Regions from separate parts of the Mus musculus genome. Here region 2 is linked to region 1. The links are chromatin contacts, called in public HiChIP or PLAC-seq maps. All regions are on one chromosome and are shown on one strand. The core of a region is the stretch at or near the end of the contact, and the rest is flanking DNA. Distances in the headings are between cores, read along the strand shown. Region 1 has its middle 38 kb from the start of Gm31416. Region 2 holds the start of Reep3 (receptor accessory protein 3).

Evidence for each region. HiChIP or PLAC-seq counts read pairs in DNA pulled down with a chosen protein or histone mark.
Region 2: a contact with region 1 is called in a BATF HiChIP or PLAC-seq map of CD8 T cells, with 5 read pairs. The contact joins the promoter of Reep3 here to the enhancer-like site in region 1. A contact is called at or near these places in 3 of 39 promoter capture datasets (the C10 cell line, the SN4741 cell line and neural stem cells), 1 of 15 datasets of contacts at CTCF or cohesin (the NIH/3T3 cell line), 6 of 484 Hi-C or Micro-C datasets (the C2C12 cell line, bone marrow-derived macrophages, memory CD8 T cells and 2 more), 14 of 115 datasets of contacts at active chromatin or transcription factors (the 230-238 cell line, CD8 T cells, bone marrow-derived macrophages and 8 more) and 3 of 9 other capture datasets (adipose tissue, embryonic stem cells and liver).

What each region holds. Positions count from the first base shown.
Region 1 is chr10:66,869,812-66,874,224 of GRCm38.p6, reverse strand. No RefSeq gene overlaps it. Among named protein-coding and RNA genes, the nearest start is that of Gm31416, 38 kb to the right of the region's middle. Within about 2 kb of position 3,039, at least 12 of the 459 cell types and tissues checked have an H3K27ac peak or open chromatin away from gene starts, as enhancers often do. A contact at or near this core is called in CD8 T cells, the SN4741 cell line and memory CD8 T cells, where this site is marked.
Region 2 is chr10:67,094,135-67,098,246 of GRCm38.p6, reverse strand. It overlaps Reep3 (receptor accessory protein 3), which reads left to right and starts at 1,259. Exons shown (of 8, transcript NM_178606.5): 1 at 1,259-1,457. The coding sequence starts at 1,426. It also overlaps a transcript of Jmjd1c not described here.

The sequences.
Region 1 (4,413 bases), core at 1,790-4,289:
ACACCTTCTAATAGTGCCACTCCCTGGGCTGAGCATATAGAAACCATCACAAGCACCTTTCAGTATAAGCATTTGCTAAATACTGTGTGGAAAATGCTTATTCTAGAATTTTATGTGTTATCTACCAGATGAATTCAAGTTCATATGGCTTTTGTATTTTGTCTATCAATCCTAGCAGCCGACTAGCTGAGTGAGCTTACACAAGCTTCCTCTCTGAGTCTCAGTTTTCTTGTTAGCTAAGTAGGGGGTGAAATGGATTTGTATATGCCTGGTTATGCAGTATACCAACTGATACCATTCAGATGGGTCCAGGCCTGTGGGTATACTCTGGAATCATAATATTGAAGATTGAAGAGAAATGTTTAAAATCCCACTTTCATTCCCTTGTGTTTGGTACTGCATGTGGTAACATCTTTTAAAAGGCCATATCTTTTGGAAATAAAGAGACTCCATCCTCCTAAATGTCCCTTTTGGCTTTCATAATTTTTATTCTTCCCATAAATTCTTATGACAGGATTGAAAACCATCATGGAAAATTCAATTCTCACTCTCGTCTATTTTTGCAATTTTGCCCTTTGGAGCGGAGCCGAGCAGGAGCTGAAATAAATGGAACTTCCCAATTTCCTCTTTCTTGGCACAATGGCGAAAGTCTTTCTGGAGAGATTTTTTTCTTCAGAAGTTTTAAACAAGCTCAGAACTGTTTCTGAATTATGGACCTTTGGCATGGGGAACATTTTAGGCAGGGAATGCTGGGTCTGAGCTGAGATTGCAGTTCTGATGGGGAAGGATGCTTATTTCTTATTAATTTGAGATAGATAGATAGATAGATAGATAGATACCGCCATAGTCCTAAGTTAATATTCACCATCTTTTTTTTTATTTAAATCTCACAACTTTACACTTAAAGCTAGCATATGTAAAATATTACAGTCAGAGTTGTTATATTCAGGGTTCCATTTTGTGAGTTCTTAATCTTGTTGATAAAAGAATTTAAAGACAACATCAGAACAAAGAAGATCATTTTATTAAAATTTTGGAGAAAGACAATAGGTCTTACAATTTTAATTCTTGGTAATTGCCAAGAGGAAAGAAATGCTTAAGAGAGAAAGATAAGGGCTGGTGAGATGGCTCAGTGGGTAAGAGCACCCGACTGTTCTTCCAAAGGTCCGGAGTTCAAATCCCAGCAACCACATGGTGGCTCACAACCATCTGTAATGAGATCTGGCTCCCTCTTCTGGAGTGTCTGAAGACAGCTACAGTGTACTTACATATAATTAATAAATAAATCTTTAAAAAAAAAGAGAGAAAGATAAAATTCATTTTTACAATAGAAATAAATCTTGTTAGTCTTCATGGATTAGATTAGATTTAATTTTGTAAGTACCTTTACGAGTTTGATTATTTGTTTATTATCAACTTGGTACAAGCTAGTGTTGTCTGGGTATAGGGAATGCCAATTGAGAAAATGTCTCCATTAGATTGGCCTGTAGGTGATTCTGTCAGACATTCTGTTAAAGATTGATGTGTGGGGTCATAGGTCAAATAATTTAATCCCTGTGGTCTGAAATAACTCTGGAATTGGTGACAGAATGCTCCCACAATTCCCACTATGCCTTTGGCTCCTGTTTCTCACTAAATTGTGGGATTGAGCAGAACAGAATGCTAATGCTCTCTAGAAAGCTTGTATTCACCATCTTTTAATTAATAAATTAACTAACTTTTGCATCTGAATGTACTGCTAAAGTCACTGAGTTTACAAACTCTTGATCTGAGAAAGCAGTTTACCAAAGTGATACCTCCTGTGTTTGAAGTGTTAGTCAATTTGTATAGCTGATGCAGAGGCTGTGGAAGAGTGCTGCTTACTGGCATACTCATCCTGCTTTCTTTGAACTCAGTACCATCTGCCCAGGGATGGGTCCACTCACAATGGGCCCGCTAACATCAATAACTAATTAAGAAAATACCCTACAGGCTTCCCCACAGTTCAATCTTATGGAGGCATTTTCTCAGTTGAGTCTTCCTCTTCTCCAGGGAATCTAGCTTGTGTCAAGTTGACCTAAAACTAGCCACCACACCTTTCTAAAACTGTCTTAGTGCTAATTAAACAGCAATTTAAGTTTTGAAGGGGAAACATTTAGACCACTGCATGAAGTAACCTTCTTTGTCCCTCTAAATTCCCATTGATCAAAGTTCTGTTCATCTTCAGATTCTAGTAAGTCCCTCAAGGCTATCTTAGCCTACCAAGTAATCTTTATGAGAACATATGTCATAGTCTGTCTTTGGACAGATGTGTTACCATCCCTGGGGGGAGGGTTGGACACCATCTGTAACTTGTCTTTGAACTTCCCACAATGCCTTGCAATCAACTCATTGCTCAATAAATGTTTGTGGTACTGAGCTGAAAACATCTGAGAACTTGATACAACTTTGATGTCACCCTAAAAAAAATTCATGTTCTTAAGCAAATATTCTCCTATGCAAACGATTCTGGAAGAGTTTCTTTCTCTAGAGTAGGTAAATTTCAAAAATGGGAAAAAATAGAGATGAAGAAAAAAAGTCCATCTTTTCTGGTTTCACAGATAAAATGAATTTGTTGAAGCACAAGTAATTCCCAGTGGACATGGGAAACCAGCAGTTTTGTTCAAATGTCAGAGCTAGTAGAGTGAGTAGCCCCCAAGCATGGGGAGGATTCTGTCTCTGACATGGACAAGGACTGGCTTGGGGAATCAGGACAGCATCCCTCAGCGGGGTTGGTGGTTCCAGGTTTGTGGTACTGGTTTTGGCCTCCCTTACCACCCACTGTTCTGTCCAGCCCAGGGCTGTGCCAGAGGCTGACATTTCTAATACTGTCTTAACTGCTGGCTCTCCTCCACGTGAGTCTGGCCAGAAGAGGCGGGGGGGGGGGGGGGGGCATGTTCTGTTTTTAATCTGCCACTCTGGAAATGGCTTGGGTTTGGTGCCCTTTCCGTGGTAGAGTCAGCTCTCAGGTCCTGGGTATGGCTAATGTTTTCCTACTGTTTTGGTTTAGTCATTGGGTTCTTTGGTTTCTAAAAACCACTCTCATATCTACATGTCCTTTGGTAAATCATCCTTCTTTTCTTGAAGTGTCTGTGGTGGTTTGAGTAGGTTTGGCCTCCACAGACTCGTGTGTTTGAATGCTTGGCCCACAGGGAATGATACTATTAGGAGGTATGGCTTTGTTTGAGTAAGTGTGGCCTTTTTGGAGGAAGTGTTTCACTGTGGGCTTTGAGGTGAGCCTATGCCTAAGCTCTGCCCAGTGTGGAATCAGAGTCTACTCCTAGCTGCCTGAGGAAGACAGGTGCCTTCTGCTGTCTGTGGATGAAGAAGTAGAAATCTCGGCTCCTCCGGTACCATGCCTACCTGGACACTGCCATGCATCCTGCCATGATGACAATGGACTAAACCTCTGGAAGTGTAAACCAGCCCCAGTTAAATGTTGTCCCTTATAAGAATTTCCCTGGTCATGTCTGTTCACAGCAATGAAACCTTAACAAAGACAACGTCCTTGTTGCTAAGACTTTAATGCAAAGACTTAAAGCTTTTAAAGCAAAGGTTTAGCAACTGCTCAGTATGCCTTCCTAGGAGATCTACATCCTTACCTTGCCTTTGGAACCAGGAACATGGCCACAGAGGAGAAGAAAACTTTCTCTGTCTCTGGAGCTGATCACAGTCAGGTGCTGGATTCTCTCCTCAGATTCTTCTAGGGAAATTGGCTGCATAGAAAAATGACAATGTGTCTTAAGGACAGACAATCTGTAGATGGGGCTGGGGAGATGGATCAGAGATTAGGAGTACTGCGTGCTCTTCCAGAGGACCCTGGTTCAATTTCTAGCAGCTCACAAGTGTCTATAAGTCCTGTTCTAGAGGATCTGAAACCTTCACACAGACATACATACAGGCAAAACACACACACACATATACATATATATGTATATATATATATATATATACATATACATATACATATATATATATATACACACACACACACACACACATATATATATATATAAAGTTATTTAAAAGATAGTCTGTAGAACAGAGACCAATTATGATAGGAAGGGGAATTCTCCACCACAGAGGTGTCAAGTGTGGTCAGCTCAGTAGGTTAGAGTGTTTGCTCAGTACCTTACAATCATGTGCTTCATCCTCAGTATCTGCATAAAACCAGACATGGAGGCATTGGCACATGCCCATAATTCCAGAGGGGTAAAAACAACACAGTTGGGAGTCCAAGGTCATCCTTGGTTTTATAGCCAGTTTGAAGTCAGCCTGGGCTACATGAGATCTTGTCTCTAAAACCAAGATCGAATCAAGAAAGGAAGGGAGAGGCAGAGAGGTTGGGGAAGAACAGCAGCGAAGTCTCAGAAAGGGACAACTTTTTTTTTTCCC
Region 2 (4,112 bases), core at 10-2,509, 230 kb before region 1:
GAAAGGCTGTAAATAAAGACATTACAAGACCGCTCTGCCCATGGAAGGACATGAAAGGACAAGGAAGGTATGTGCCAGAAAAACTGCTGCTTAGAGGGCAAGCACATCTCCCCAGTAACGCTGAACAATGGTCAAACTAAATAAACCAGGACAAACGCAATCACCGCAGCCCCTGAAATAAAAACACACATTCTTAATGTAAATAAGCAAAAAAAAAAAAAAAAAAAGGAACGGAAGAGCAGAAAGCAGCGGAGGACTTCTCTTCCTGGTTCTGTGGAAGGAAACCCCGCAGGCCTCCACCTCCTCCACAGTGCTGGGATCACAAGAGCTCACCACCATCCCTCCCCTGCTGCTTTCTTTCATGGCCAAAATTCTTCTTAATTTATAGGCCTCATGAACTACAAGGCACTCATGGTAACCTATCCCTGTCCCTTGATACCATCCCAGGCAAATCCGACTCCTTCCTAAACACATTAATTAGCAATACCTTACATCATCCTTGAAAAGCAGGAGGTAAGCAAGAGTATTATTAGCCTCTTTTTATTATGGGGAAACTGGGGAACAAAAAGATTAAATTACAGTACGTCCCAAAATGAGCCATCATATTTTCTAGGACTTTAATTAAAGGCTCCAAACACCACATTACAGACATTATTCTTTCTAGCTTAGAGAACTTTTACTATTGCTTCCACCAGGGGACCAAGAAAAAAAAACACCTACAGTAACTTAAAAGGTCAGCTTAAAATTTTGGACAGTGTTAAGAGGTAACACACACGCGCGCGCGCGTGACGGAAAAAAAAAATAAGGACACTTGTAAACAGCACCACGGGTCGGAAATCCTGGGTCCACGTTTTAGGCTGTGGGGCAGGCAAGACAGACAGGAGTTGGCTGACGCTGATGGAAAAGGTGCCCCAAGGGGCCCAGAACAGCCTCGCCATCCCTGCAAACCCATCACTCCAAACGTGACCCCCGACGCTCTCCCTTGGCCCCTGCATTGCACCACGAGCCTCGCCGTGCCAACCCAGGCCTGTGGTAGGCCCTGGCTGCCGAGCCTCGGTGAGCACCGGAGCCGCACCTAGCCAGACACTTCACAATCCCGGCTTCCCCCGCCCCCGGCCTCGGCTCCCACGCGCTCTCACCGCCCGCCCGGAGTCCCCCGGCCCGGGGAAGCGAGGTGACCGCGCAGCTCGGTGGAGCGCAGCGCCCGCGGGGTCCCGGAGCCGCCGCCTATCAGCGGAGCGCAGGGGCGGGGCCGGCAGGGCCGGCGGGGCCGCGGGCGGGGGCGGACGGGCGGGGGACCGGGCTCCGGGCGGCTCCGGGCACCGCGCGCACACACCGGGCCGGCTCCCGAGGGCGCCAGCGCGGCCCCGGGGAGCGCGAGCGGGGAGCGCGCGGCCTGCGGTCAGCGGCCCATCGGCCGAAAAGATGGTGTCCTGGATGATCTCCCGAGCCGTGGTGTAAGTACGGGCGGGGAAGACGCTTGGGGCCCGGTTGCCGGAGCCAAGCTCACGGGCCGCGGCCTGCTCACCCGTGTCCCAGTCGCTGCGGGGCTCCGGGGCGGCGGCGGCGTTGGGAGCAGCAGGGCGCGGGCGAACGGACTGGCAGGCGGTGGGCTCTGCTCCGTGGAGCCGCTCCCCGGCGCGCGGCGGGCTCTGCTCGGCTTCTCCTCGGCCTCCCCTCCGCTCCTCGGCTACGCGGCAGGCGCTGCTCCGCTCCTCGGCTCCTCCGCTGCCCGGCGCTGCGCGCGGCGGGCTCTGCTCGGCTCCGCGGCGCGCTCCCGGCTGCGGCTCCCGCTCCCGCGGCCCGCGCTGCGCGGCACCGCCCTGCGCAGGCTCCGCCGACGCTGAGCGCGGGAGGCCGGCGGGACTCCGGATGCGCCCGAGCCTTTGTCACCAGGTCTACCGCGTTGCGGTGTCTGTCCGCGGCGCACGCCGCTTGGTCACGTGTAGGAGGAGGAGAGATCGGTGTCAGAGCCCGGGCTGCAGAGTCTTGCTCAGGGGTCCCGAGGTGACCTGGGAAAGAGCCTGCGCTAGAAAGGTCGGGCAAACGCTGACCGTGGAGGGCCGTGGGTGGGAAGAAATGTTTGCAATGGAGAAGGCGCAGGTGCCAGTCCCCTTTGTTCGGGTCATCTCCTCAGTTCACTGATTGTGATACAAACGAGAGCTGCGGATGGGGAGAGGAGGGGGGAAAAGTTGAGATGTGTTGTTTAATCTGCAAAGGTATTTGAATACAAGTTAAACCGGTTCTCTTCCCATCTTTCACCTTACCCTGTGCGCTCTAAAGCAAAGTCACCAAATAAAGGGCCATAAATTAGGTAAAGCCTGGGGGCGGGAATTCATTATTCATGTAGCAGTAGTGTCATCTGAGTACCTTAATGAAATGTTTATATGAGGTTAACAGGCCTCGCTGATTAGCTTATAATTTGAAGGGAGAAAATGACATTACTTGGGCATTATTATTTTCACTACGGAGAAGGAGCTAATTTTTTTTTAACTTGCTTTTATTTCGTTTGGAAGTGAGCTAGGTAACCTAGTTTGCAATGCATTCAAAATTTGCTCTTTCATAAAATGTCCTTTAAAGCCTCTGAACTTCTTGTATTCATCTTAAAGCCACAAATAAATAAAGTTATGCCACGGGTGCCTTCAAATTATGTTTTGCCTCTTCCAAGGCAGTCTTCGGGTTTCCACATAATCCAGGCATACTTTCTTAACCTACCAGAAGTCCCTCCACTATTTTGGCCTAGCCCCTCAAATTAAATGCCCCATTAAAAAAACTGGGTTTGTCTTTTGATCTCTTAGACCATTTTCAATGATGGAAAATTATGGAACACCTTGAGTTTGCATTCATCAAATAAGATTTTTATTTTTTTAATTGGTGAAAGGAAGTATGTTTAGTGCTACGCTACCTCCAATACAAAGGTCAGTACCACGTAGGAGATCTTAATGGGACACACATTTCACATCCACAGATATCTACTGTACAGGTCAGAATGTCAGGTCTTATGAGGGTTATACCTGGTGTAATACCCAGTGTTAGACAAGGAAGAAATTATCTGTGGTTGGAGCGTCATCAAAGAAGGCAAAAGAGATTACGTTCATAATAGACCTTGAGGAATGAACCCGATCTAGACCGCCAAAGAGGAAGAAGGAAAAGATTTCTGATAGGTGGACTGGTGTAAACCAGAGCTGGGGTAGATTACAGAGTGAGAGCCAGAAAAGCAGGAAGAGAAAGAGAGGCCATTGTTTTATGAAGACTTTTATAATCCCAGAAACACTGAGTCCAGTACTGAAGGAAGGATGCGCTCCTGCTCGGTCAGCCTGTGGAGTTGAAGGTCTGGGGTGAAGGGGAAGCATGCAAATGTGACTTTTTTTTTTAAAGGTCATTAAAACATGTATTAATCAGGAGTCAAGAAATGTGTTTCGTGAACTTCGGGTCCAGCACATTTGTCGAGGAACATCTGTGTGTGTGTTTCCATCTGCGCTTGGGTTATCTCTAAATGTAAAAGCTGTCCTAATAGCTACACAAACCTAGATACTTGCTCCGCACTGTGAAATAGAATTTGTTTGTGTATCTCCTTCTTCACCTACTGAAATGCCCAGCTGGGCCTAAACAAGGTCAGACAGTTTCCTCAGCCCGAGCCTTTGGAGGTACCATCAAGGACAAGGGACCCTATCTAAACCTGAACTCCCAAGATTAAGGAGCAATTCTTTGCAGACCTTGAAGCATAACTCTGAGGACAAGAATGATACATTAGACTCAGACTCAGACTCCACTTAGTAGCTGTGTAGCCCCTCTGACTGTACTGAGCCCACCTGAGCTTAAGTTGCCTTTTTTTTTTTTAATTTATCGTTTTGGGTGGCCTTGGGGTAATGTGACAGAGGACAACCTGTGGGAGTCAGTTTGTTCCTTCCACCACGGGATTGGGTGAGCATAGGGACTTAGGCTTGACAAGCAAGCAGCGTCTCCTCATCTTCAATTGATTGTCACAACATCAACTTACTTAAAGCTCACAAGACCAATAAATGAGTGGTTTTTAATGGATTCCGTGTGTGAGCGTGGGGGGGGGGGGGGTGTCTGCCTGTACCTGGGTGTGCCTGAGTATATGTATGTGT